5 separate regions of the Mus musculus genome follow, and all the other regions are linked to region 1. Evidence: chromatin contacts called from public HiCAR-type and promoter capture Hi-C data. All regions are on one chromosome and are shown on one strand. Each heading gives the region's core, a stretch centred on a gene start, on an enhancer-like site or on the middle of the called end of the contact. The rest is flanking DNA. Distances are from core to core; before and after follow the strand shown.

Region 1 (5,162 bases), core at 1,222-3,721:
CAACAGCACACTGTCCCTTGTTTGGGAGTCTCACCTTTTATCCCTCTCATACATCATGCTGGGATGCCTGTTCTTATGAGTCAAGTTTTGGAATAAAAATGCCCCGTTTCCATTTCTTAATAGTTTTTCAAGAGCACACATACATATAGCATAACTAAAGACACAAACTGAACATTGAATGGGCATTTTAAAATAACAATAAGATTCAAGGTTTCCCTGGACAATCTAAGTTTGCATAATTTCCATCTTTATGATCCCATTTTATTTTGGTAGTAAATAATTCTGATTCTTGAAATAGATGAAAAATTTACTTCAAATATTCAATTTACTTGTCAAATGGATATTGAAGGGACCTCTACTGAGTGAGCCATAGTGTTAGGGATACAGTATAAACTACACGGTCTCTGACCTGGTGTACTCTGAGTCCTTACCATTCTTAGGTAATGGCCTATGTTCCCTTTTTTGGTTCAGCTGTTCTTGGTGTCCTGAGTGGAGGCTTCCAGCTTCCTCCAGAGAAACAACCCTGTGCTGGGTCTCCAGTTGCTCTGGCTCAAAGTCAGCTACTTCCCACACAGTTCTAGGTGGGGCTTGCTTCTCTGAAGGCAGAGGGCTACTGACCTGCAAAACAAAGTCAACATCAACAAAGAAAATCGGAGGAAAGGAATTGCAGTCCCAACAGAGACGTTAAAGGGCAGGAGAACTGAGGGGGGAGAGGATCTCCACGGACGGAAGCGGGCTCACAGTCATTTGGGAATATGGGAAAAGGAGAGCGCTCTTTATTTGTGTATTTTTTTGAGGGGTCATTACTACAAAGTCCTCTTATATATCAGGTGCACAGAGAACTAATCAGAACACTAGTGAAGTGAAGAATCACAAAATCAACTCCTGAGCACACCCTGTGCAAGGTGAGACTGTAAACCTGTCAGACACTGAGGACTTCACACGGTTAACAAGAGGGCGCTGAGAATAACTACAGACCGGCAAGCAGGGACATAGAAAAATGATGATCTGGCCGTTAAACTGGATGAGCGCGGAGGAGCACGGCACAGAGAGTATTTCACAGGACACCTGCTGGAATGGTAAGGGTTAGGGAGGGCTCTGGAGATCCATGAGATCTCCCTCTCCCACCAAACCCTGTGAGGCATTAGCTATTTAATACTGTCTCTATCGTTTTGGTAGAAACATTATACTGAGGATTAGAACAAACAAACCATACTTTTAGTTTAATTTGCAAGATCATAGTTCAACCAAAATTCTCTCCTCCATTTAGTATGAATTTCAAATCTGCTTTTTGGGGAATTTGGTTTCCGGATCTTTTAAAAGTCCCATTTATTTCTATAATGAGCTCTTCTTCCAGAAATGTAGCCCTGCCCACCTGCCTTTCCCACCACATCCCTTTAAAATCCTCGCTCACCTGCTTTCGAAGTCTTCTGGTCTCTTTCTCCAAATGCACTACTAGGGCCACCGCCTCCTCTCCGCTTTCTGGACATTGCTTCTGCGCCCAGGTCTGAATCTTCTCAGGCAGAATGGTGAGAAACTGTTCGATTACCAGCTGCTCGAGGATCTGTTCCTTGGAACGCATTTCTGGCTTCAGCCACCGACAGCAGAGTTCCCAGAGTTTACTGAAAGCTTCATGGGGTCCTGTCACATCCTCATAACAGAACTGCCTGAAGCATTTACGGAAGGACTCACATTCAGTGCTGCCTGATCTTTCCAGAATGGGCTCCGATACCCACTCGGAGTCCTTTTCCACTTTCATTATGAGGCACTCCTCAACTTCCACGTCGATCTGAGGGTTCATGACAGTAGCCATGATCCAATGGGGCCAACAGGTCTAGCTCCAAGTCAGGGCCCAGAGAAGCTTCCGAGTGCCCTCCACTTAATGCCCTTGGAAATATGGGACCGTAGAGACATAAAAGACAGCAGTTAGCTGGGACAAGGAACTCCAGGCTGATTAATCAAATTTGTACAAGGCTCTTGAAAGGGTGAATGTGCACCCACCCCAAAGTCTGCAAACCCGGCCTCTTATCCAATCAAGATGCGCCCCCTCCCATGAGGTTCTTTAAGGTGCAAGGTCGGAAAGACCTTAGGTTAGAAGCTAGGCTGGAAGGGGACCCAGGGGACTGATGCTGGGCGGAGGCGCCGATCGGGAGGGGGTGTGTCCGCGAGGCGCGGCCAGCCCTGGGGTCCTGGTCCAGGTCCAGGCCGCTGCAGGTGCCCACCAGGGGCGCGAGCGCAGGAATGTCCGGACTCGCAGCGGCGCCTGCAGCGCTCGGGGTTCCTCCGCACGAGGATGCCGAGAACCTCGGCCAGAGGGGAAGAAGCTGCGGGATGAGGCTAGGCCTCGCGGGGGGCGGCGAACGGCTGGCGCGCTGCCCTGTCAGCTCCGCCAGCGCAGAGCGCGGGGGGCGCTGGGAGCCGCGGCCACGCATGCGCCGCTCGCGACCGGGGTCCGTGCGAGGCTTCCTCGCGGGCAAGGAGGGGGGCGGGAAGGCATGCGTGGAGGAATCTCGCGAGAGCGCGCAGCACCGCGACTTGCCGCCGAGGGACTTTAGGAATGAGGGTGAAGGGAAATTCTGGGCGGAGGGACACGCTGAGGTCTGATCCTATTCCTCCAGAGATTGTGAAGCAGGACGCGAGCTAGCGTCCTGCCTCAGGCCAGGCAGACGTTGCGGGAGGCTGGAGTAATTTCTTTAGTGGAAGGGGTGCGCGCGTGTGTGTTGGGGTTGCGGGTGGAGGGACTTCTTTGTGACAACTGGCGGAGGGATTACAGTCAGCATCTGGCTGTGCATGGATTGCTACTGTCTGGGAGCCTTGGTTGGAGCCAGGACTCCTGAGGAAGGATGTGTGGCTAGCTCTGTTCAAATGTATGGTCAGGAGAAGGCTTATTTTCATTTTGGGGAATCTCTTAATTACCCAAGGCTCTGAGGTCTGAGTAGCCAACGGGCTATCTGGGACCTAATAGGACCGGGCCTAGATTCCCCTACTGCTGCAAAACTTCATAGCTAGATGTCTCAGAGCCTGCTGGCTCATAAATGTCTGTCCTGTAAGTGCCTACTTTGTGACAATGTTTTAGGCTCTTGGCATCGTTAGTGGGCAGCACAACTCTTATTCTCAGAGGCAGGTAGCTTATTAGAAAACAGACCAATGACTTATTTCTCAAAGGTTTTGCCATGATTTGGCTAGTTCTAGCATCGAAGCGGCATAGAGAATACCATAAGGATAAATGGCACGGCATAAACTGAAGGAAGGTCAGAACGGAATAATCCGCGGGTGCATCTAGTTAGTATCTGCCACGGGAGAGATGGAGCCAATACACAGCCTGTTTTAATTGCATTTAAAGATAGTATTATTGAGTACTGGTTTCTTACCAGACATGGTGGTAGGTGATAAGCAAAACAAGATCTCCTATCATTAGTAGTTACAAATAAAGTTCTGTATACCTGGGGTGAATCCTTCCAAGAAGAGAAACACATTCAAGATTTGGTTTAGGTAAGAGGTCTGGGTGAATTTCTTGGAAGAAGTAGTACTAAGGATGAGATCCAAAAGACAGACCTCTAGTGGGGATTGAGCAAAGACTGGCCTTCACAAGAATCCCATAGAGAGGATGAGGTTGTCTCTATTTTAGAGTTTAGGGCGCTGAGACCTCAGTAAGGGTGGTGCAAGCGCTAAAGGTGATGGGGAGTCATGGGATGAGAATAGGGTCTTTTATGTACATGGCCCTCTTGTTGGTATTAAGCCAGGTGCACATCTCAGCAGCTCAAGGTCACAAACTTGAAGGCTTGTTGGACTTAGGGAGATTTACCATGAACTGTGTGAAGGAGAGTATAAGATAAGAAGGAGCTGGGTGTGATGGCACATGCTTGTAATCCTAGAACTTTGGAGGTGGTGGAGGCAGCAGGATCAAGAGTTCAGGGTTGTTCTTCACTACAAAGCAAGTTTTGAGGCCAACCTGGGCACACGAGGCCCTGTCTTAAAAAGGTTGCTAGTTAACTATTATGTTTACTTGAGCACCAGTGTTTGTGTCTTGAGAGCAGAAGAGCACATTTGTCAGCAGAGAAGTGAATCCACACACAGGTCAATAAATGCAAGCTGGAGACATCAGAGAGTGGTAATTTTCTTAAGACTCACTAGGGAATGGTAGGTTCTATTTCTCCTTGTAGGTGCAGCCATTAGTCTAGTCTCTTGCTGCTAGACTGGGAAAATGGATCAAGACTTACCAGATCAGGCTAATTAAAGGAGGCTGGCTAGCAGTGGTATAATCACACTTTGGAATAACTGGGAAACACATCCATTCTACACACTAGGATGTTAGCTTAATGAAATATGAAATAGGATGTAAAATAATTTTTGAGATAATCTGGCTCTGTAGCCAGCTGGCCTTGGCTTGTAATCTTTCTGCCTCTACTACTGGAATTCTGGGGTTATAGGTACCCGTAACCATGCCTGCTTGGAAGTGCTCCTCCCTTTTGTCTCGGGCTTGGTACAGGAGTTTGTCAAGGGAGGTACGTGGCAAATTTCCATTTGTTCCTGGTCTAGAAATTGCTCTCTTAAGATCTTGCTTCAGAAGGAAACCATTATTCTTAGATATCTGTACTTCTCTGTCACTTAGACAGAGTAAGACAAAAATCTCAACTTTGCTGTGAGAAGTTGCAGCCTGTCTTCTTTAAAGTTCTACCTGGAGCTGAAGACATTTGGACTCACTTTTATTATCTGCTAGGGGTGGGGATTGTTAGATGTTTTGGTCTTTCAGAAGTACACAATTATATCTTAGTGGAAAATTTCAAATATCTACAAAAGAATTAGCTCATGTTCCTGTCTCCCAGCTTTAACTGTTAACGCATGGCTTATCTGTCTACTCCATTCCCTACCTAGTCTTTTGATTCAGAAATATTTTGAAGCAGATCCTGAGTGTTTTATGTGTTCTGTGAAAGCATCGGAATGTGTTTCAGAAAGTCAGGGGCCCCGGTTTGAAGCAACTTCACCAACATAATATGCCCACTGCAGGTGCATCAACGATTCTTTTGAAGGGACAGTTGCAAAGGGCAACAAAGGCTCCCAGAGTTGGTAATGTTTACTTTAGCACAAGCGTTTTCGTCTTAAGAGCAGAAGAACACATTTGTCAACAGAGAAGTGGATCCTCATGTAGGGCAATACATGTA
Region 2 (5,162 bases), core at 691-3,190, 1.5 Mb after region 1:
ACATTTCCAATGTTATCCCAAAAGTCCCCCATACCCTCCCCCCCCCACTCCCCTACTCACCTATTCCCACTTATTGGCCCTGGCGTTCCCCTGTACTGGGGCATATAAAGTTTGCAAGTCCAATGGGCCTCTCTTTCCAGTGATGGCCGCCTAGGCCATCTTTTGATAAATATGCAGCTGGAGTCAAGAGCTCCGGGGGTTACTGGTTAGTTCATAATGTTGTTGCACCTGCAGGGTTGCAGATCTCTTTAGCTCCTTGGATACTTTCTCTAGCTCCTCCATTGGGGGCCCTGTGATCCATCCAATAGCTGACTGTGAGCATCCACTTATGTGTTTGCTAGGCCCTGGCATAGTCTCACAAGAGACAGCTATATCAGGGTCCTTTCAGCAAACTCTTTCTAGCGTATGCAATGGTGTCATCGTTTGGAGGCTGATTATGGGATGGATCCCTGGATATGGCAGTCTCTAGATGGTCCCTCCTTTTGTCTCAGCTCCAAACTTTGTCTCTGTAACTCCTTCCATGGGTGATTGTTTCCAATTCTAAGAAGGGGCAAAGTGTCCACACTTTGGTCTTCGTTCTTCTTCAGTTTCATGTGTTTCGCAAATTGTATCTTATATCTTGGGTATTCTAAGTTTCTGGGCTAATATCCACTTATCAGTGAGGACATATCATTTGAGTTCTTTTGTGATTGTGTTACCGCACTCAGGATGATGCCCTCCAGGTCTAACCATTTGCCTAGGTATTTCATAAATTCATTCTTTTTAATAGCTGAGTAGTACTCCATTGTGTAAAGATTTTATAAGTCACTAGGTGTAATCATCTCTGCCTGGGAGGAAAGGAAAGAATCTCAAGGACGGCAACTCTAGCTGGGTCTGGTAGGAATAGGAGTTTACCATTTTACAGAATAGAAGAAACAACCAGTGGGCTGGAAGTGCTGGGTCTGAGAAACAAGAATTCACTGGATCTGAACCCCAGAATCTGTGTGGTGCTGAGCCAATGCAGAGGTGGTTCGGAGGTTAAGTCTGTGCAGACAGGAAGAGGCTCTGGTAAAGAGGTGATGTTTTATGCTCCACCCCTCACTAGCAAACGAGTGACCCTAGAGGCAGAAATTTGACCCACAGACACGTTTGATTTGGCCTGTTAATATTTAAAATTATTTTCTTTGACTGTCAATTTAAAAGCAAGATTTTACCCGCCTGTCTTTCAAAACTCATTTAACAATATCTTGCGTTTAGCAATAGTCTGCCCACATTTCTCCATGCTTCCTGAGTGGTGCTGTGGGGAGATGTCCCTTTAGATCCATCGCCTATTCTGTCTGGTCTACCACCACCCCCTCCCCGCCAACTCCCCAATCCTCATCCCATTCCTAGTCCATTCAACACATGGGGTCACCTTGGGATTCGGATCAGGTGAGTGGTGTGCGCGGTTTGGCACAGATGCTGTAGGTACATGGGAAGGAGACCATCAGGAAACAGAGAAACTATTGCACAAACGTCAGGCAGCGGGAAGGAGGCTAAGAAGGGCTTTGCTGGAGGATGGAGGTGGCGTGGGAATCTTCACAAACCTGGTTTCCTCAATGCTGCAGTTTCTTCTTACTCCCTGTCAGGCGTCACAGCCTCCATCACCTGTATCCCTGCTCTGCCCTGCTCTTCTGCAAAGTGGGAGTTACCTTCTGGCATGCTGGGCACTTTAGTTATTAAGTTGTTTATGCTTTGTCACCTCTGACTAGAAAATGAAACTTCCCATGACCAGAATGCACGTTTGTTTCCTGTGCTAAGGTATTCTTGGTCTACAAAATGTTTCTAGCAAACAGGTATTTGATTCAGAATTTTTAATGGTGCTTTTACTGACTTAGCCACTTTAAGCATCTATGATCCTCATGCTTTGATAACAAATGACACAGCAGGAAGAGATTTGGGAGCCCGCCAGCACAGCCCAAGCCTCCTCCCCACTAGATATAATTGTTCACACATCATCCTGAGATTCATGTCTCCATGCTAGCATACTCTGGCAACTGTGAAGATGCTGGATCTAGGAAACCAAGCCCAGGAAGGTCAGGGGACAGTTGGACTTGTTCATGCAGCCACTCTAGAGCAACCCTGACACCTGCCCTGGGCCATGAGGAGTCTTAGCCTCCTGGGACCTGAGCACCCACTACAAGGTGGCCTCAGCTTGGCAGGCCTTTATCTTCACAATAGCTTCCTTACTGGGTCATTTTGAACAAGTTCCAGGACTGTCAGAGCCTCTCTTTGATGTTTAATTGCTTAATTATCAGTTTACTCCCCTAACTTAAAGAAAGAGAATAGAACCAAAAGTGGGTGGAGTTGGGGCTGCCTAGGAGGGAGGGAGACCCCCTGTGTCTGTGGCAGTATCCCTGAGCAGAGGGGACTTTTCTCACAACCTAAGTCCAGCTGCCTGTCTCCCCAGGTCACCACAGGACCTTCTGACCCCCATCCTATCCAGGTCAGCTTTTGAGTGATGGATGGATACAGGAACAGCTGAACCCCTCCAGTCAAGGATGTACCTTTTTCTCACCATAAAAAAAAAAAAACTAAACTCTTTAAAAATTATTCTTACTTCTTCCAACATTCATTCATATAGCTGGTCTTTTATTTCTTCACTTTTACTTTAAAGTAGATACACAATACTCATTTACTCATATGGCTGTAAAAGTGTGTCTATGTACACACAAACACACACACACACACACACACACACACACTGTAATGATTACAGGCTAAGTAGCATTCTTTCACTTCAACCATTTGTCTTTTTTCAAAATATGCAACCTCTTTCACAGCTTTTTTAAAGTGCAAAGTGTAATCCCTTCCTGTGTAGAGAACACATGTGTAGGTATGCTAATTGAGAAAGAAACTATCTCTTTGCATTTTTCTTGACCCCTGACCCTTCTTAGTAAGCATCTTTTCCAACAGGACAAGCTCAGACAGCACTTGACAGCCATCCTCAGCCAGAGAACAATGGAAACTGAGTCAGATCTTCTTAACTTTCCACATATGACACCATTTCTCCCAAGAAAAAATTATATAACTTTTAGGTTTATATATAGAGAAATTAGGTATATGAAGCAGATACAAACTAATCACAAGTAGTTTAAATTTATTTTAAGCCAATCATTTCGTGTACATTGAATTTTTAATATTTATGAAGAATGAAAAGAAACTTGTATCTAATGAAATGGGTATGTATATTTTACATAATTAATTAAGTTTTAGCTGAAAATTTGATATTGCAGGACACAAAGCTTCCTCAACATTGGTCAGTCTCTTGACTTTGTAGTCTTCAATTCAAAGAAAGCTACTTTACATACTTGTGTAGTCCAAAAATTGGAGAATGTTCAGGGCTACTTTAGAGATTGTTGGAAATTCTTTCCTATCCAAAATTTCATTAAATGATTTTCCTTATGAAATTTTTCAGCAACTCAAACAAGTTTTTTTTCCATCAAAGATTTTAACACAATACAATCTAAAAGGCAACATTTTGATACTTTGATGCCAAAGAATGATGGAAGAAAAATATTCTAGGCCTTTGTTTGAGTGATTAAACCAATATATTTAATAGCAGAAAATTTTATGTGTACAGTATGAACACGGAATTCATAACACACATGGGTGTCAGATCTGAGCCATATGTTCCAGGCATCAGTTGCTAACCTGTGCTTACAGCATGGCCAGTGTAAAATGCACATGCTGCATTGAGAGCTGGGGCATCAGTGAAGTTCTGCAACTCAACAACGAATTTACAAAGTCCTCCATAGCGGGAAGAGGCCTAGCCAGCCTTGAGTATCCAGGAACATTGAGGCAAAGATGAGCCTTGCAGCTCTATTATCTACATTGGCTGGAGTCTGAAGATCATTAGAAAATAACATTTTATGCATTCACACATTTTCCTTCTTTTCCCAGCGCTCACACATTTTCCAGCCATGTTCTTTATGGAAATGACAGCCAGCCTCTGTGCAGCTGAAGGGAAAGCAGAGCCAGAAGTGGGAAAGCCAAAGGGTATGACCCGGTATTTAAGAAGTTGGAATCTAGACAACGTGGGCTCCAGCCAAGCAGGAAAGCCACCATAATCTGAGTTTTAGAGGTTAGCTACAAATCCAGAATTTGAGATGAATTCTTTGAATTTTCCAAAGTATGTAAGTAAGACTTAGTTGACATGTTACTTAAGTCATAATCCCAGCTTCATAATATCCAGGGTTATAGGATATAGGATCTCAGCCATGAGCTAAGGACGGATGCACCTGTGAGCTAGAAGTTCAGATTTGGAGTCCAACGTTGGTATTTTTCCTTCATCATTTCTTAAATATTCTGGGGGGCAGGGATGGGTCCCTGAGGATACAGCTGCTCTTTCCAGGCCTGTGACCACCTCCCACAACCCTCACAGAACAGCACAGTGTGCTCTCCTCCCACTGGCTGGAGTGGCTTCTTTATGCCACCGATCATCAGGCTCCAGTGAGCATCAGCATCTCCTGCAAAGCTTTTTCATGCTTGCTCATTACTGAATAGGCCTGGGCATCTGTATTCCTGCCAAGGGTCAGGTGATAAGCCCGCAGCAACTGCAGAAGCCATACTCTAAGAACAATACACTGAACCAAAGCAAAAGCTTCCTGTCAACAGGGAAGGATCCTGGACCCCGGGAAGCATATGAGCATAGGAGGAGGAGAGATCACAGAGAGCCCTAGGGATGGGGCAGTGTCCACTAAGCATCTTCCCCGCTATGGAAGACCGATAGATCCACAGAGACTCGGGGAGGGAAGAGGCTCAGTCAGCCATGAGAATCCAGCAAAACCCCGGGCAGAAATGAGTCTTGCAGATCTGTCAGCCACTTGACTGGAGTCTGAGGACCACAAGGACACAATATTTTATACGTTCACACATTTTCCTTATTTTCTGAGCCCTCAAACATCTTCAGCCATGCTGTTTGTGGAAATGGCAGCCAGCCTCAGTTCAGTTGAAGGGAAAGCAAGGCCCAAACATGGTAAAGCCTAACTTGGACTTAGCCTTTGAAGGAAAACAGTACCCGCAAGGATCCAGCAAGATACGGCAGCATAGAAGAGCTGAGCCCCACCTTCCTTTTTCCCCCCAATTTTTATTAGGTATTTTCCTCATTTACATTTCAAATGCTATCCCAAAAGTCCCCTATA
Region 3 (5,162 bases), core at 1,828-4,327, 1.4 Mb before region 1:
TTTAAATTACATAAATTTAATGATGTATTCTAGGGTTGAAGGAGGGTTAATCACATGTTAATAACACAACTATATCCTGTAAAAAAAAAAAATCATGCCAGGCGGTGGTAGTGCACGCCTTTAATCCCAGCACTTGGGAGGCAGAGACAGGCAGATTTCTGAGTTTGAGGCCAGCCTGGTCTACAAAGTGAGTTCCAGGACAGCCAGGCCTATACAAAGAAACCCTGTCTCAACCACCCCCCCCCCAGAAAAAAAATCACATTTTGCATATATACTCTACATATGATACTTAGCTACATCATACAATTTAAATTTTTCCTATGTGAGATTTTTACCTTAAGTGCTAGTTATAAGTAATCATAATTAAAAGCAACATTTGATTTCACTATATTTCCCTTCACTGGCGTTTAAGCTCCAAAAGTATTACTACTGACTAAAAGTTTCAGATCTTCCCAGGTCTGTCGTTTCTCCTCTCCATAATCAGGCCATTTACATTTATAATAACCTCATTTGCATTTTCAGGTACCCAAGGCAGCACAAGACAGGAAATGTTTTTCTGGGTACCTGGCTGACCTGGATCAACACTAATTCTATGTGAGGCTTTCAGCAAATTATTGCAAACCCACAAAACGTGTAGTTCTCAGTGGAACTGAGTCTTAGGAAATTTAAGACAGAAGATACCAGAAATCAAAAATCACACCCTTCACATTATTTACAGCTGGATTCAAATTCCATATCCAGGGACAGGGCGAATGGCTCTAGTCCCTGCTGTACAAGCCTAACAACTTGACGGGCAGATCCCTGTAGCTCACCGGCTTCAGTAAATCAGTTGAGGACTAGGTTCAGTGACTTCCTCATAACCACAAGACACAACATACACCACACATGAAATTTTAAAAAGTAATTGTGGCCGGGCGTGGTGGCGCACACCTTTAATCCCAGCACTCGGAGGCAGAGGCAGGCGGATTTCTGAGTTCGAGGCCAGCCTGGTCTACAAAGTGACTTCCAGGACAGCCAGGGTACACAGAGAAACCCTGTCTCAAAAAACCAAAAAAAAAAAAAAAAAAAAAAAAGTAATTGTGCCCATTATTAAGAAGTTGCTAACCTTTGGAAATTCATTTAGTTTTCACAAGTTTCAATTTACTGATCTGTTAGTGGGCTTAAAAATGAAAATCAGGCTGGACCTGGTAGACTGAACCTTTAATCTCCTCACTCTAGAGACAGAAACAGACAGATCTGTGTGAGTTTATAACAACAGCCTCGACAAGACAGCAAGTTCCAGGCCAGCAAGGGTACAGCAAGGCCCTGTTTCAACAAAACAAAAACACCTAGATCCTTAATAATGAGGTTGCTGGGATACCTAAATGTTGACCAAAGTAGAATTTCAAGCCAGGTCTGATGACTCATACCTGTGACGCCAAAACCTGGGAGGCAGAGACAGGAGGATTGCTGCACATTTAGGGACAGCATGGTCTTCATAGTGAGTTCCAGGCCAATCGGGTGATACAGGGAACTCTTTCCAAGTTAAAAACCAAACAAAAACCCAAAAATGTAAACTTTCAATTAATTTTAGCTATCATAGTGATCTACACTGCTTGTCAACTCTTTCCCATTTGGGCTTTTCCTGCCAGTCAGCAAAGAAATGAAAACAGTAATTGTAGTAGAGGCAGTGCTTGCTAAGTGCCTCTGCTGTACTGGCTCAAACCCGTCAGACAGGCACTATTATTAGCCCTACTTGACAAATCACAAAATTGGGACATAAACAGAGCAAATAATTCTGCCAAAGCAACACATCTAGGGATTGGCAAAGACAAAAATATAGATGCAGAAAATGCCAGGCCTTGGATGCCTGCATAAGTGCTTCTTCCAACAAGGTGAGTATCCCAGTTCATGTTGACCATAGGTAAACACAGACACTGTGATACTTAGATACTTGCAGTCATTTGATAAGCTATTTTACATCACTGAGACTAACAAAAAGAAAGATGATTTTGTTCTCTCGGTTTTGAGACACTCATTTTCTCCCTAGCAGTTTCGTTTATATCAGTCTTAAAAACAGATTCACAACAGTTAACTATGAACCAGGGCTTCTACCACATATCGAAGTTCCACAATCTACATTGCCTGCCTGGAGGTAATGCGTTCTTCCTGTGCAGCTGAGACTCAGAAATATCTTTTCCTGCTGACCCTAGACCTAGAATGAACGGTTGCTCAGTGTGAACAGGGTAGAAGGTGGCTTGAACTAAAGGTTGGGAATTTGTGGGAAGGGAGGAGACACAGAATTCCTAGCAAGATATACATGGGCCTCTGTTTTCTTCTGACTTGCTAAGCTGCCAGCAAACTCAGGCTTTTGTGCATGTCGTTTCCTCTTAGGCTTCAAGCGGGTCTTCTTGACACTTGTTCTCAACTCAAATGTTACCTCTTCAGCAATACCTTCTAGGGCGCCCTATCCCGCTTCACTGCCAAAATGGACACATATGACTCTAGGATTTGTCGGTTTCTTCAAAGCCAGAACCCTGACTTTTCAATGACCACTGCATTATAGCGCATAGGCCTTGGCATAAAGTCTATACGCTCTGCACACAGCGTGCAATAAGAAAGGACAGAGACAATACAACAAGGAAACTTCTAGCAATCTCAATCACTTCAAATCCTAGCCCTCCACCTCCGTCTCTTTAAAACGGGGTCGCGCAGACAACCCCGGAAGGGACTGTTTCTGGAACTTTCGGGGGCGGGGACGGGAAGGTGGGCTGCGGCGAGCGGCGTCACGTCCGTTAGGATTACCTGTGGGGCTGGGAGCGAAGCGCACTCGCACCGGGGCCCCGGGATCTGGGCCCAGACTGGCCTCGCGCCGCCCCACGCGGTGCCCGAGGGCCACCACGTGCGGCTCGGCCAGCAGAAGCCTCTTGAGGGGCGCCGCCATGTGGACTAGAAACACACACGTGGGCTCCTTCGCGCGTCACTTCCGCTCGGCGGGGGGGAAAAAAATCACTCCAACCAATCAACTTTCGCCACAGCGAGCGCGGCCCTGCCACTTAAAGGCGTAAGCCGCCTATCTGGGCTGCTCACGCCCCTCTGGACTAGGGCGGCGATGCGCCGCCGCTCGGGGACCGAGCGCTGCGAGCAGGCGATCTCCCAGACCCGCCCCCTCCGGCTGCGGGAATGCTAAAGCGTGGCAGGGGCCGGCCCGGGAAGCGGAGGAGGCGGGTCTCCATAGAAACCTCCACCTGTTTCCGGCCAGCCTGTGTGAAATTAGGGGCTGGTGCGGGGGCCAATCTCCGCCAGCTCGCTTCTTCCCGGCGGCCCCTGCGGTCGTGGTGGGTGTTGTACACAATCATCATGGCGGCGGCCGGAGCCCCGGATGGTGAGTGTGGCGGGGAAGGCGGTCGGTCGGCGGCTGAAGAGCTTGCGGACGCTGCCGGGGTCGTGGGACCGGGCCTGGCCCCGGAGGGAGGAGCGTGGCGCGGCAACGACGGTGCCCGGGCCCGTTCTCGTCGCAGGCCGGGCTCGTGGCGAGCACCCACCCCCCTAACCCCTTTGCAGGCATGGAGGAGCCAGGCATGGACACGGAGGCCGAGGCTGTGGCCACCGAGGCGCCCGCACGGCCCCTCAACTGCGTGGAGGCCGAAGCAGCCGTAGGGGCAGCGGCGGAGGACTCCTGCGACGCGCGAGGCAACCTGCAGCCGGCCCCGGCCCAGCCCCCTGGGGACCCTGCGGCCCAGGCCTCGGTCAGCAACGGCGAGGACGCGGGCGGCGGTGTGGGCAAGGAGCTGGTGGATCTGAAGATAATCTGGAACAAGACCAAACACGACGTGAAGGTCCCTCTGGACAGCACGGGGTCCGAGCTAAAGCAGAAGATTCACTCCATTACAGGTATTCGAGGAGCTGACACCCGACTGCTTCTACCCACGACCTACCTTCTAGCTCTTGATGCTTACGTCGTGCTAAACTGTTAGCGATTTTCTTGCGCCTAGACTCCCGCTATCCTCACTGCAGTTTTCTGAAATCAGTACTTGTATGTCCATTAGTAATCAGAGAGGGAAAATTAGGCCCAGAATGATAGTGGTACCACCAAGTGGTGGAGTGAGATGCAAGCCTGAATCTTGAGTATTAAGGCTCACCCTTCTAACTAATGTTGGACTGTCATTGCTAGGCGCGGTATTTATGAACTTTACAGGAGATTCTGAACAGGTCCAGTATTTAGCCACGGATTTATTTTCAGCAGACAGATCAGTTTCATAAGGGAAGTTCATGAAACAGTGTTATCAACTGTCCTAATGGCCCTTTATAAATATTCATACATGGCCGTTTTATTTGTTTTGGTTTGCTACTTGAAATACTTTCCTTAAAGCTTTCTCCATGTATCGGGTAAAAAGCTTATTGGCTTTCTGTATCTCCTACACTTGGGAATTTTCAGTATTTAAGTGGATAGAAGATAGAGTTATAACTTGGAAACAATGATACCTAGACATCAAACAATTCTAAATACCTTACATTCATGTAGAAGGACCAAGTTTTACCAATCAAATAGTCCTGGTGTTCTGAACTCCTTCAAGTTCACAAAGCTGATAGTTGATGGACCAGTATTCACTTCCTGTTTTGTTATAGAAGGGGGATGGTCCACGCATTTCCTGCTTATTCCTTTCCACTTTTTGTCAAGGTCTCCCACCTGCCATGCAGAAGGTCATGTATAAAGGACTTGTTCCTGAAGACAAGACTTTGAGAGAAATAAAAGTGACCAGTGGGGCCAAGATCATGGTGGTTGGTTCTACTATAAATGATGTTTTAGCAGTAAACACCCCGAAAGATGCTGCCCAGCAGGATGCAAAGGCTGAAGAAAACAAGAAGGAGCCCCTCTGCAGGCAGAAGGTGAGACCATTCGGCATCTGCTTGTGGTCCTGGGAATGTAGAGACTGGTTACAGTCTCCCTAGAATAAGCTCCTTTCTGGACAGGGCCCATGATGGAAATGTATGGAGCAGTTGGGTGCAGCAGAGTGGAGTTGACAGCTACCTGAAATATGCATCTTTGTCATCTGGTGGGTCAGTGTGCTTAGACTTCCCGCGTTAGGATAAGGCCTTTGTAAAGGGAGACTCTAGCGAGTTAGCAAAGGAAGTCACAAGTGGGTTTCTCTTAGTAGTGCCAGAGAATATGACCAGTATTG
Region 4 (5,162 bases), core at 991-3,490, 1.4 Mb before region 1:
CGATACGAGATCCTTTTTTTCTTTTCTTTTTTTTTTTTTTGGTTTTTTGAGACAAGGTTTCTCTGTAGCCCTGGCTGTTCTGGAACTCACTTTGTAGACCAGGCTGGCCCCGAACTCAGAAATCCGCCTGCCTCTGCCTCCCGAGTTCTGGGATTAAAGGCGCGTGCCACCATGCCTGGCTAAGAGATCCTTTCTTAAGAACAACTCCACAAACCAAAAGCATCAAAAAAGCTACAATGAAAGTTACTAAAAGGTCCTTCTTTTCTGCTGGGTGCAGGCTGACTGCTGTTGAAATGGGCAAGTTCATGAAACCCAGGAAAGTGGTGCTAGTCCTAGCTGGACAATACTCTGGATGCAAAACCGTATCATGAAGAACACTGATTGATGATGGCACCTCAGACCGCCCTTACAGCCATGCCCTAGTGGCTAGAATTGACTGCTATCCCCCAAAAGAGACAGCTGCCACAGGCTAGAAGAAAATTGCCAAGCAATCCAAGATAAAGTCCTCTGTGAAAGTTTATAACTATAACCACCTCATGCCCACAAGGGAGTCTGGATATCCCCTTGGGCAAAACTGTTGTCAACAAGGATGCATTCAGAGACCCAGCTTTGAAACACAAGGCCAGGCAGGAAGCCAATGTCAAGTGTGAGGAGTGATACAAGACAGGGAAGTGCAAGTGGGTTTTCCAGAGGCTTCACTTTTAGGTATGTTTTTGTTTTGGTCATTAAAAATTAAGAAAAAAAGTTACTAACAACTTAAACTTTTCTTAAGCACTTTCCCCACCTCATTCCCCAGCACTTTTGTGGGACTCCAGCACTTCTGTGCTAAAGTCACTTTAGTCCCCATCCATTCTCAGACACATAATAATAAAAATGGCAGATACTTTCATAATGTGCTTCAGTTAGTCCTAGGGAATTTTGTGACTTTAATGTCCAATGACTCAATTAGCACTCACAATAACCCTAACAAATAGATTCTATTATATAATCATCCTCCTTTGAGATATGCAAACTGAACAGAGAATAAGCAGTTCCTCCAGGATGCTGCCATTTATAACTGCTCCATTTAACACCCCCCCCACACACACAGAGGTTTCATATCATATATATTTTGATTCATAATAGCAGCAAACTGCAGTTATTAAGTAGCAACCAAATTATGGTCATGGGCCACCACAACATGAGTAATTCTGATCTTAACCTGTTATCTTGTCCTCAATCTTATCAGTAAGTAGGAGTTATCTTGTTTATTTGTAAATGATCTTTACCACCCTTAGAAGGTAAGACAGGATAGGAAGACAAATTAATGTGAATTCTAATTTTGCACAGAAAGCACAAGAACATGGAAGTAATATTTAAGTCTTGCAGGAGAATAATATTCTGAGCCTGAAAGAAATGAGAGCTCCTTCTAACTACTACACTAAATTTGTATGCACACACACAACACCTGTTCATTATATGTAATATTTATATTATTTTCTTCCCCTCATCTTGTTCCAACGTGGGTCTTAAACATGGAGAACACCAGCTGCAGAACCAACCAGAGTACACGTTATAACCATCCCCTTCTCCAATGTAAACCTATTTTGGAGGTCAAGCCCTAACAGACAAACACGAAAATGTATATATATAAGGCTGTTGACGTGACGTGAAAGATTTATGTGACGGGGCCGGAGTGGAGTGGGAGAGAAGAGGGCCTCTAGGTTTACCTATATGTAGTTTTACACCTAATATTTATGCAGTGCCACTAGAAGATGGGTTTGGCTCGTCTGCATTTTAAGCTTCGCCACCCGAGCAGCGCGCTCGTCTCAGTGACTTCTCGTGGAGGCTGTAGGTAGGAGGACACTGCCTCGGATACAGGAACTAGGTTTGAAAACCCAGCCTAAAGCCCTGGGTCACCCTTCCCGCAACCCGGGCACCTTTTCCTTCTCCGCATAGCTGAGGGGCTTCCCGGAAAGCTCTTCCATCGGGTTGGAAGCCGAACGCAAGGAGCAGCCGTCTCCAGCCTCGGGCCTGTGGTCACGGGGACCCAGCCAGGGCTTCCTAGGGCCAAGAGGAACCCCTGGGAAGAACGGGGACCTAGTTCACCCCCACTATGTTCCTGCCGAGCCACACAGGTTCCGCGCGCTAGCCGCTCTGGCCAATTAAAACCTCTGTTCGCTCTGCGCACGCGCAGCTGGAGACTGCCGAGCGATCGAGCAGGCTTGACTAGAGGAGAGTCGAATGAGAGTCCAGGGCGGGGATAGCGGAAGTGGCCGATCAACCGGAAGTAGCTGGAATCACCGTCTGCCTGAGCTACTGACAGGATCCTGAGGTTCAGAGAGGGGGAAGCCATGGAGTTGGGCGAACTGCTGTACAACAAGTCGGAGTACATCGAGACGGTGCGCGTGTGGCGACCCTGCCGCCGCTGGCAGTCACGGGACCCTCGAGGACTGGACGGTCGCCCCTCCCGTCCCGGCTGCACTGGTTCCCGTTCCCTCAGTCCCTTCCTTGGATGACTTAGAGATGCTTCGTGTTTCATCTGATTGTTATTTAGTCGGTGCATGCATGCATTAGGCTCTCTTCTCCTTCATCTCGTGTGTGTGGGTGTGCTGTGTAGCGGGGGAGGAAAGTGTGGATGTGGGAGAGTTTCTATGCATATATATCTATGTGTGTGCATATACACACGCCTGAGTTTCCTGTTAAATAATGTCTTCCAGAGGAATACACAGTACAGCCTATTCATTCTGTATATAAATTACATTTTCAGACTCCGGGCCCTTTTTAAAAATAATATTTCACAGTCTGCTTACGTGCTAAGACGTTATTGTTTCTATTCGTCAACTCATAATACAACATATGTAAACTGCCCCCGTTAGGGTTACTATCATTATTTTTTCTGTGTGTCTGTGATCATGGAAAAGTAATTTTCCTCACTGAAGGCTATGAAACCGTAATATGGAAGTGGGGTCTGAATGCACATCAGTCATTAGACCGCTCATTAGATACCGATCCTGAATTCATTTCTTGAGCTCTCAGTTCCTGATCTACCCTTGCTCTTTTGATAGATTGGATTCAGTTCCTGAGTGCTCTTATCACGGAGCCGTGCCCACAGCCTTCCCCCCCCCCCCCCAGTGCATTCCTTCTCCAGTTTGTTTTTGTTTGTTTGTTTGGTGATGGAGTCTCACTTCATAGTTTAGTCTAACCCCAAATTCACAGTCACCCCACCCAGAGCTGGGACAGTAGGGGTGCAGTATACATTCAGGCCTCATTCATTTTTAGACTGCCCTTCATTTGAAGTAATTTTCTCCTCAATGTGAGCTTTCATGATGGAAACTGTAGTCCAGAAATCCTCTGTTTTTTCACTCCAGATTTCTGTTTGCTTTTAGGCATCTGGGAACAAAGTTAGTCGCCAGTCTGTTTTGTGTGGAAGCCAGAACATCGTCCTCAATGGCAAGGTAAAGGGCACAGGCAGCTTCAGGAGGTTACCCTTATGCCTTCAGCTAGTCACTGTATCAGCAGGGTATATGGGATAGTGCTGTCTCCAATTTGTCATTTCCAGTTCTCTCTCTTTGTTTTTGTTTTTTTAAACATTTATTTATTTTATGTATATATGAACACATTGTCACTGTCTTCAGACACACCAGAAGAGGGCATTAGATCCCATTACAGATGGTTTTGAGCCACCATGTGGTTGCTGGGAATTGAACTCAGACCTCTGAAAGAGCAGCCAGTGCTCTTAACCGCTGAGCCATCTCTCTAACCCCTCTTTCTTTGTTTTCATTTTTTTCTCCAAATTAGATTTATTGAATGCACAAAGACGATCAGGGAGGAGAAGCCAAAAAAATTAGAGAGCGGCCCATTAGATGGGGAATAAAGAAGCTTTAAGGAAGAGGGTGGGGAGGGCAGTAACACGTGAAATATAACAGGAGAGAGCACAGGAGACACAGGGCAGCTAGACAGAGGGAGAAGAGAGGGGAGGAATTTCTTCTAAACAGAACGTGAACACTTCTGTCATTTTCTTCAGTATTTTATTTAAATAGGATTTACATTGCATTAAATATTATGAGTAAGAACATGGTGGTGGTGGAGGGAAGGGCCAGAAATCTTTTATGTCTGAACAGAATGCAGTGGCAGATTGTTCTCTGTGCTGTATTGTGCCTAGGACTACTAGACACAAAACTCATGAAGAGGCAGTATCTTAAGTACTTTAAAACAGAATTCAGGGACATGGACTTAACTGGTATTTTTTACACGTGTTTTGCTTTATAGACCATTATAATGAATGACTGTATCATCCGAGGAGACCTGGCAAATGTAAGAGTTGGACGTCACTGTGTCGTGAAAAGCCGTAGTGTCATAAGGCCACCGTTCAAAAAATTCAGCAAAGGGTATGTGACTTAATTACCTGTTTGCAATCCTAGGCTCCATCCTGTTCTGGTGATGTTGCCCATGACCATGTGTTTAGATGTGTAATGAGAAGATCTGGCCATTTGGGGGCGCTGCATAAGCGCTCACAGTAATGAACCTCTCTCTGGGTGTTCATTGTTGGCTGTCAGGAAGAAAAGTCCCTACAAGAAACAGACAACCGAACACAGATAGTAAAGCCTGAGTAAACGGTAAAGCTGGAGTTTCCTCTCGAATGTATTCCAGAATCAGATAGTGCTGAGAAATTTGGATTTTTAATTTAAAATTAAAGAACTCTCAGGACTAGTGTAGCCAATAGTTTCTTAAACTGCAAGTCCCTGTATAATCATTGCATAACTGAATGTGGAGGGCTCTGACAACAAATGAAAGGTTTCTGAGTTTGTAAAACCAAAAATTAACTCAAAAGGAAATACAGAGTGAATCCAAAGTTTCTGGCAATATCTGCTCATGATACATCATCTGACGCTGCTGCAGCCTCAGCTCTGTGCACACACGCACACTGCACTGTGCACGACACCATACACGCCGTCCCAGTGAGTGCTTCCTCAAGCATTCCACTCAGATTTGAACTGTGGTAAAAATTCTAATGTCTTTACTGCATATTTTCCTGCTACTAGAGAAAGAGTGTTTAGTTATTGAAAATAAGCTTTTAATATTTTCCTACAGTCATTCCTTAACATGTAAGTATAAAGTTAGTATATCCTTGGGTTTTATCATATTAGAATGGTGGGTTTTGAGGCTAGAGAGATGGTTCA
Region 5 (5,162 bases), core at 1,568-4,067, 1.3 Mb before region 1:
AAGTGACTCCTGGACTCTAACACTTTCCACAGCAGTTTGTTGCCTAGAAATTGAGAGAGAGAGAGAGAGAGAGAGAGAGAGAGAGAGAGAGAGAGAGAGAGAGAGAGAGAGAGAGGAGGGTGGCAGGGGTGGTGTGTAGTTTAGTTGGTAGAGTGCTTGCTTAGCCCTGGGGTTCAGTCCCTAGCACCTCATAAAATGCAGCATAGTGGTGCATGTTTGTGGATCTCAGTACTAGGGAAGAATAAGCAAAAGTATCAGGAGTTCAAAGTTACCCTTGGCTGGGCTACATGAGAGCTGGCATCCAAAAGCAGACAGAATAGAACACATAGGAGGGAAAGAGGGAGGAGAGACAAAGGAAGGGGGAGGAGGAGAAAGAGAAGGAGGAGGAGGAGGGGGAGGGGGAGGAGGAGGACAGAGAGGGTACGAGGAAAGAGAGAGGAATATGGAATGGAGTGTGTTGGCTTGCCATTGAGTGCTTGCAATAGGCTACGGGGAGTCTGCTACAGGAATGAAGAGAAGAAGGTCACAGTGATACACATATAGAAAATAAAACTGGGTGTAGTAGGACATGCATGTCATCACAGCACTTGAGAGGCTGAGGCAGGAGGATTGTTAAGTTAAAGAAAGCCCTGCTTGGAGACATAGTGAGACCTGTTTTGTAAAAGTAACTTTTATTTACCTGAAGCAATTGTTGTCTTGGAAGCTTACTGCCTCCGTCTGTTAACCTAGGCCCAGTCCTGGAAGCTTCTAGCCTCCGTCTAATCTAATCTAGGCCTAGAATGTTTTCAGCTTCTAAGACTTGCTTCTTCTGAGCTCTGGCTGGCTGATTCAACTCAACTGTTTGGGCTCAGACTCCTTTCCAAGCTGACTGATTCAATCTGACTTCTCTAGGCTTTCCCTGAATTGCTCTGCTGGGCCTCAAACTAACTCTGACAATCTGTTCTAATCTTCTGGCTCCTTTTCATTCTCTAGCTCATTCTGTCTTTTTCTGTGTCTGGTTTGTTCTCTCTTAAACCTGTCTCTGTAAAACTCTCCTGGTAAAACTGTCTCCTTTTCTCTCATTTCTCTTTTCTCTGCCTGCACTGCTCTCTTAAGTAGCTTCCCTTTCACCTCCTCAAGAGAGTTGTGCATATCCTATTCTGTCAAATCTTTCTCTGACTCGACACTTTGTCTGTCACTCAATTAGATGTCATTTTCAAACATGGCTGCTTTCTTCTACAAACTAACTTTACCTTTATTGTTTGGGATTAACAGTGTGTACTAAGGGCATGTCTGTATTCCAGCCAGAGGAATTAAAGGTGTGTGATAAGGGATGAGCCACACCAGAATACCATCCTGGGGTTTACGGTATGATCAAATGTCTTGCAACACTGTCTCAAAAAACAACCCAACCAATCAAGTTAGCAATCAACAATAGAAGATCCTTTCCTTATGCATCTTTCCAATCTACATAAAAGTAAGCATTTACGTGGCATTGATGTGCGTCTTGCTCCTGACAAATGAAGGAGCTGTTTGCTGACACTGTTAATGTCCAGTATTATGGTCTGGAGGTCTGTTAACCCAGAGTTCATGTTTTAAAGACTTAGTGGCCAGGATGATGATGTTAGGAGTAATGGACCTTTAAGAGGTGGGGCCAAGTGGAAAGTCTTTAGGTCATTAGGAAGAGAGGACCAGGAAGGGGTTGTGGGACTCCAGCATCTGGCTTTGTGTTTTGAGATGTGATCTTTTCTCTTGGCTACACCCTACCATTTATTGTAGATTCCTGATAGAGCCTCATATTGTGTGGCCTCCAATACTGTGAGTTAAATAAACACCCCCTTTAAAAAAAGTTTATAATCACATTTACTTGTTTACTTGTATGTGTGTGGTCCTATGTGCCATGGCACACCTATGTGCACACGTGTGGAGGTCAGAGGACAATTTGTAAGAGTCGCTTTTCTCGTTTCACCAGGTAGGTCCTGAATATTGAACTTAGGTCATCAGGTCTTCTGCTGTGTTACTGGTCCTATACCTGTTTTTCTTTTTTGTTTTTGTTTTGTCCAGCCAGCCTTAGGTGTTTTAGTAACAACAGCAACAAAATAGAGAAATATAGTGTCCTAGTTTGGTTTCTGTTGCTGTGGTAAGCGGCAAGGCCAAAAGCAACTTGGGGAAGAAAGGGCTTATTTGGCCTTACAGGCTATAGGTCATCAAGGGAGGCTTGGGCAGGAAGCTGGAGGCAGGACCGGAAGCAGAAGCCAGGACCGGAAGCAGAAGCCAGGACCGGAAGCAGAAGCCAGGAAGAGATGCTGCTCACCGATTTGCTTTCTTACACAATCCAGAACCATCAACCCAGAGGTGGTGCCACCCACAGTGTACTGGGCCCTCTCATATTAATCATTAATCAAGAAAAACAGCACCCACAGGCTTGCCTCCAGGCCAACCGGATGGAGGCAATTCCTCAGGTGAAGCTCCTGCTTCCCAGGCCGTTCTAGTTTGTGTCACGTTAATAAACGAACCAGCACATTCTCTTAGGCTTCAACACCCGCCAGTCCTGCACTAACACCCTCCAGAGCGCCATTGGTCACAGACTATGAGTCTTTTTTTTTTTTTAACCTTCTGCATATAAAAACAGTCATTGTTGAAAAAGTATTCTGCATCTTCTTCACAGACTTATGTTCTTAATAAGTTAACTAACTTACAGGAGAAGTTCTATCGTCCTCAATCTACAGACGAACAAACCATGTTTCAGAGACATTAAGTAATTTACTCACCTAATCAAAGCTAGTCGTTTGTTGGGTGGGTGACTAGTACTCCAACCTAGCTTAGTGATCTTGCCTCAAGGGAGGCCTCTAGTGGTAACATGCCAAACTGCAGGCTTATCATTCCTTTTGAAGGAAAGACTTAAGGACTCTCTGCTGCTGATGATTAAGAAAGATTGGTTATCCTGGACATGGAGTGAGAAGGAAGGGAGGGACAGGACTTGGAGGTAGTGATCCCAAGGCACGTGGGAGGCTGTGGGATCATGTTGTATTTTTTTGTGGGGATGCCTGGGAACTTTTTCTGTTTATATTTCAGTGGTGCAGTAGATCCTGTGCCTAGAGCCAACTGCCACATTTTCATACATTTTTTATGAGTGACTGGTAATTGTGACTATCAGGGCATGGTGGCACTTTCCAACAGCCCCAGCCTTCTGGCTCAGGTTCAGGTATCAGAGTTGGAGACCAGGCTGGGTTCCTTAACAAGACCTTGCCTCAGAGGGGGAAAAAAAATAAAACAAACAGACAAAATAAAAAATATTGACAACTGGCAGAATGTAGTGGCACACGCCTTTAATCCCAGCACTTAGGAGGTCAGCTTGGTCTACAGAGCAAGTTCCAGGACAGCCAGGTCTACACAGAGAAACTCTGTCTAATAACACAACAATAACAATGCTGGTGACAATAAATAATAATAATAATTAATAATAATAATACCAAGTACCAGGCCTGTGCCAAAACTGAGTACTAGAGATAAGAGTCCACACATTAATTGGAAGCAAAACTATAGAGCCAAGACTGGAAACTTAGTGTACCCCATTCCCCCATACTTTTTTGAAACAAGGTCTCACTATGTAACTCAAGCTGCCTCATCCTCTTAAAGTACTGGGGTTAACTGTGAGCTATCACACTCTTAAGTTCTTCTCAACGAGAAGACCCCCGGATATGTCTTATTCCCCCCACCACCTCTTTTCAGTCTCTCTGTAGGACTAAGTAGCATGATGCTCTGGGGTTGTCCTGGGCTCGTTGTTGGATGGGTTCCTGTTTTTGACAGGCATCATCATAAGCAGTATTTGACACAGGTGAACTCTTAGCCATGTGTTACAGTGTATCCTAAACAGAACAAATGAGCTGACCCCTTAGTGTGTGGACACAGCAGGCAACAGTCAAGGTCTGAAAGGCCTGTAGGTGTCGTAGATCCGGTGATCCAGGACTCTTTGGAGTTGAGCAAGAACACTTCTTTTTTGTTTTGTTTTTCGAGACAGGGTTTCTCTGGGTAGCCCTGGCTGTCCTGGAACTCACTTTGTAAACCAGGCTGACCTCAGAAATCTGCCAGCCTCTGCCTCCCGAGTGCTGGGATTAAAGGCTCGCGCCACCACGCCCAGCTGCAAGAGCACTTCTGACAGCAAGCTTTCCTTGCTAAAATGCCTGACAAGAGGCTGCACTTCAAGTTCTGGGTTACTAGGAAGAAGGGTGGCGGCCTGTTGTGTTCCAGGAAACCACTTTCTCTCAGTACACTCCTGGGAGAGGCCTATGGCATGCCCAGGACTCAAGTTCACAGTTTGGCCTACAGGCTAACTATTTTTATGTGTATGAAAATTTTGCCTGTACGTACAGAGGGCACCAGATACCTTGGAAGTTATAGATGGTTGTGAGCCAACAAGTGACCTTAACAGCTGAGGCCCCTCTCATTTTTTTTTGTTTTTGTTTTTGTTTTGCTTTTGTTTTGTTTTGTGAGGCAGGGTTTCTTTGTGTAATAGCCCTGGGTGTCCTTGACTTGCTTTGTAGACCAGGCTGGCCTCGAGCTCACAGAGATCCACCTGCCTCTGCCTCCCAAGAGCTGGGATTAAAAGCACCTGCCACCACAGCACCTTACAGCTAGCTCTGAATGGTTCCTGTTTTGTTTTTGTTTTTCCTTGAATCTGATATGCTAGAAATATGTAGCGTTACCCTTGACTCATGTGTTCTCTCCTTTTTTTCTTTCACCCGCCAACCCCTCTGCAGAGAGGTTCTAAGTAGTTCCTTAGGAAAAAAACCCTTTGCCCTGGAATTTATCTTATCTGACCTTTACAACTGCGTGTGTGTACTCTGTAGGTCAAGGATGTAACATCATTTACTTACAGCAGGGGGCAGTAGAGTGTAGCAGATAAATGTCTGTGGCTGTAACTGGGTTTGAAATTTGATTTCAGTCGTGCCCTACGTGAACATAGAGCTTTTTCAGAGAGAAAATCTTAAACTATGTATCCTCCAATGGATATATAATTATTTTAAAATTTATACATGATTCCTGCCCTAATATTTTATGTGTATATAGTATAGAATGTAATGGAATGAAATTCAAGTGAAAAAAAAAAAGATGAAATTCTCCTTAACATATTTTATTGACAATCAATTGCACATGTCATAAATTCACAACCTAGCCTGGAG

Evidence for each region. Promoter capture Hi-C pulls out the DNA fragments that hold promoters and counts their contacts. HiCAR-type assays count read pairs that join an accessible place to other places.
Region 2: a promoter capture Hi-C map of second pharyngeal arch cranial neural crest shows a contact between it and region 1, with 5 times the contacts expected there. The contact joins the enhancer-like site here to the promoter of Zkscan2 in region 1. A contact is called at or near these places in 9 of 39 promoter capture datasets (the 3T3-L1 cell line, 3T3-L1-derived adipocytes, cranial neural crest and 5 more) and 2 of 115 datasets of contacts at active chromatin or transcription factors (astrocytes and embryonic forebrain).
Region 3: a HiCAR-type map of astrocytes shows a contact between it and region 1, with 2.8 times the contacts expected there. The contact joins the promoter of Ubfd1 here to the promoter of Zkscan2 in region 1. A contact is called at or near these places in 2 of 39 promoter capture datasets (hippocampal neurons and liver) and 1 of 115 datasets of contacts at active chromatin or transcription factors (astrocytes).
Region 4: a contact with region 1 is called in a HiCAR-type map of astrocytes, with 4 times the contacts expected there. The contact joins the promoter of Dctn5 here to the promoter of Zkscan2 in region 1.
Region 5: a promoter capture Hi-C map of liver shows a contact between it and region 1, with 3 times the contacts expected there. The contact joins the enhancer-like site here to the promoter of Zkscan2 in region 1. A contact is called at or near these places in 7 of 39 promoter capture datasets (the 3T3-L1 cell line, the C10 cell line, the HPC-7 cell line and 3 more) and 1 of 115 datasets of contacts at active chromatin or transcription factors (astrocytes).

What each region holds. Positions count from the first base shown.
Region 1 is chr7:123,498,155-123,503,316 of GRCm38.p6, forward strand. It overlaps Zkscan2 (zinc finger with KRAB and SCAN domains 2), which reads right to left and starts at 2,472. Exons shown (of 7, transcript NM_001081329.2): 1 at 1,415-2,472; 2 at 432-618. The coding sequence starts at 1,813.
Region 2 is chr7:124,957,956-124,963,117 of GRCm38.p6, forward strand. No RefSeq gene overlaps it. Among named protein-coding and RNA genes, the nearest start is that of Gm30501, 250 kb to the right of the region's middle. Within about 2 kb of position 1,941, at least 1 of the 459 cell types and tissues checked has an H3K27ac peak or open chromatin away from gene starts, as enhancers often do. A contact at or near this core is called in second pharyngeal arch cranial neural crest, where this site is marked.
Region 3 is chr7:122,064,121-122,069,282 of GRCm38.p6, forward strand. It overlaps Ubfd1 (ubiquitin family domain containing 1), which reads left to right and starts at 3,078. Exons shown (of 7, transcript NM_138589.2): 1 at 3,078-3,364; 2 at 3,544-3,873; 3 at 4,661-4,869. The coding sequence starts at 3,163. It overlaps Ears2 (glutamyl-tRNA synthetase 2, mitochondrial), which reads right to left and starts at 2,966. Exons shown (of 9, transcript NM_026140.3): 1 at 2,785-2,966. The coding sequence starts at 2,923.
Region 4 is chr7:122,130,801-122,135,962 of GRCm38.p6, forward strand. It overlaps Dctn5 (dynactin 5), which reads left to right and starts at 2,241. Exons shown (of 6, transcript NM_021608.3): 1 at 2,241-2,381; 2 at 3,369-3,437; 3 at 4,252-4,370. The coding sequence starts at 2,334. Palb2 (partner and localizer of BRCA2) reads right to left here and starts at 2,146. Exons shown (of 13, transcript NM_001081238.2): 1 at 1,920-2,146. The coding sequence starts at 1,967.
Region 5 is chr7:122,194,669-122,199,830 of GRCm38.p6, forward strand. No RefSeq gene overlaps it. Among named protein-coding and RNA genes, the nearest start is that of Ern2, 11 kb to the left of the region's middle. Within about 2 kb of position 2,818, at least 11 of the 459 cell types and tissues checked have an H3K27ac peak or open chromatin away from gene starts, as enhancers often do. A contact at or near this core is called in liver, where this site is marked.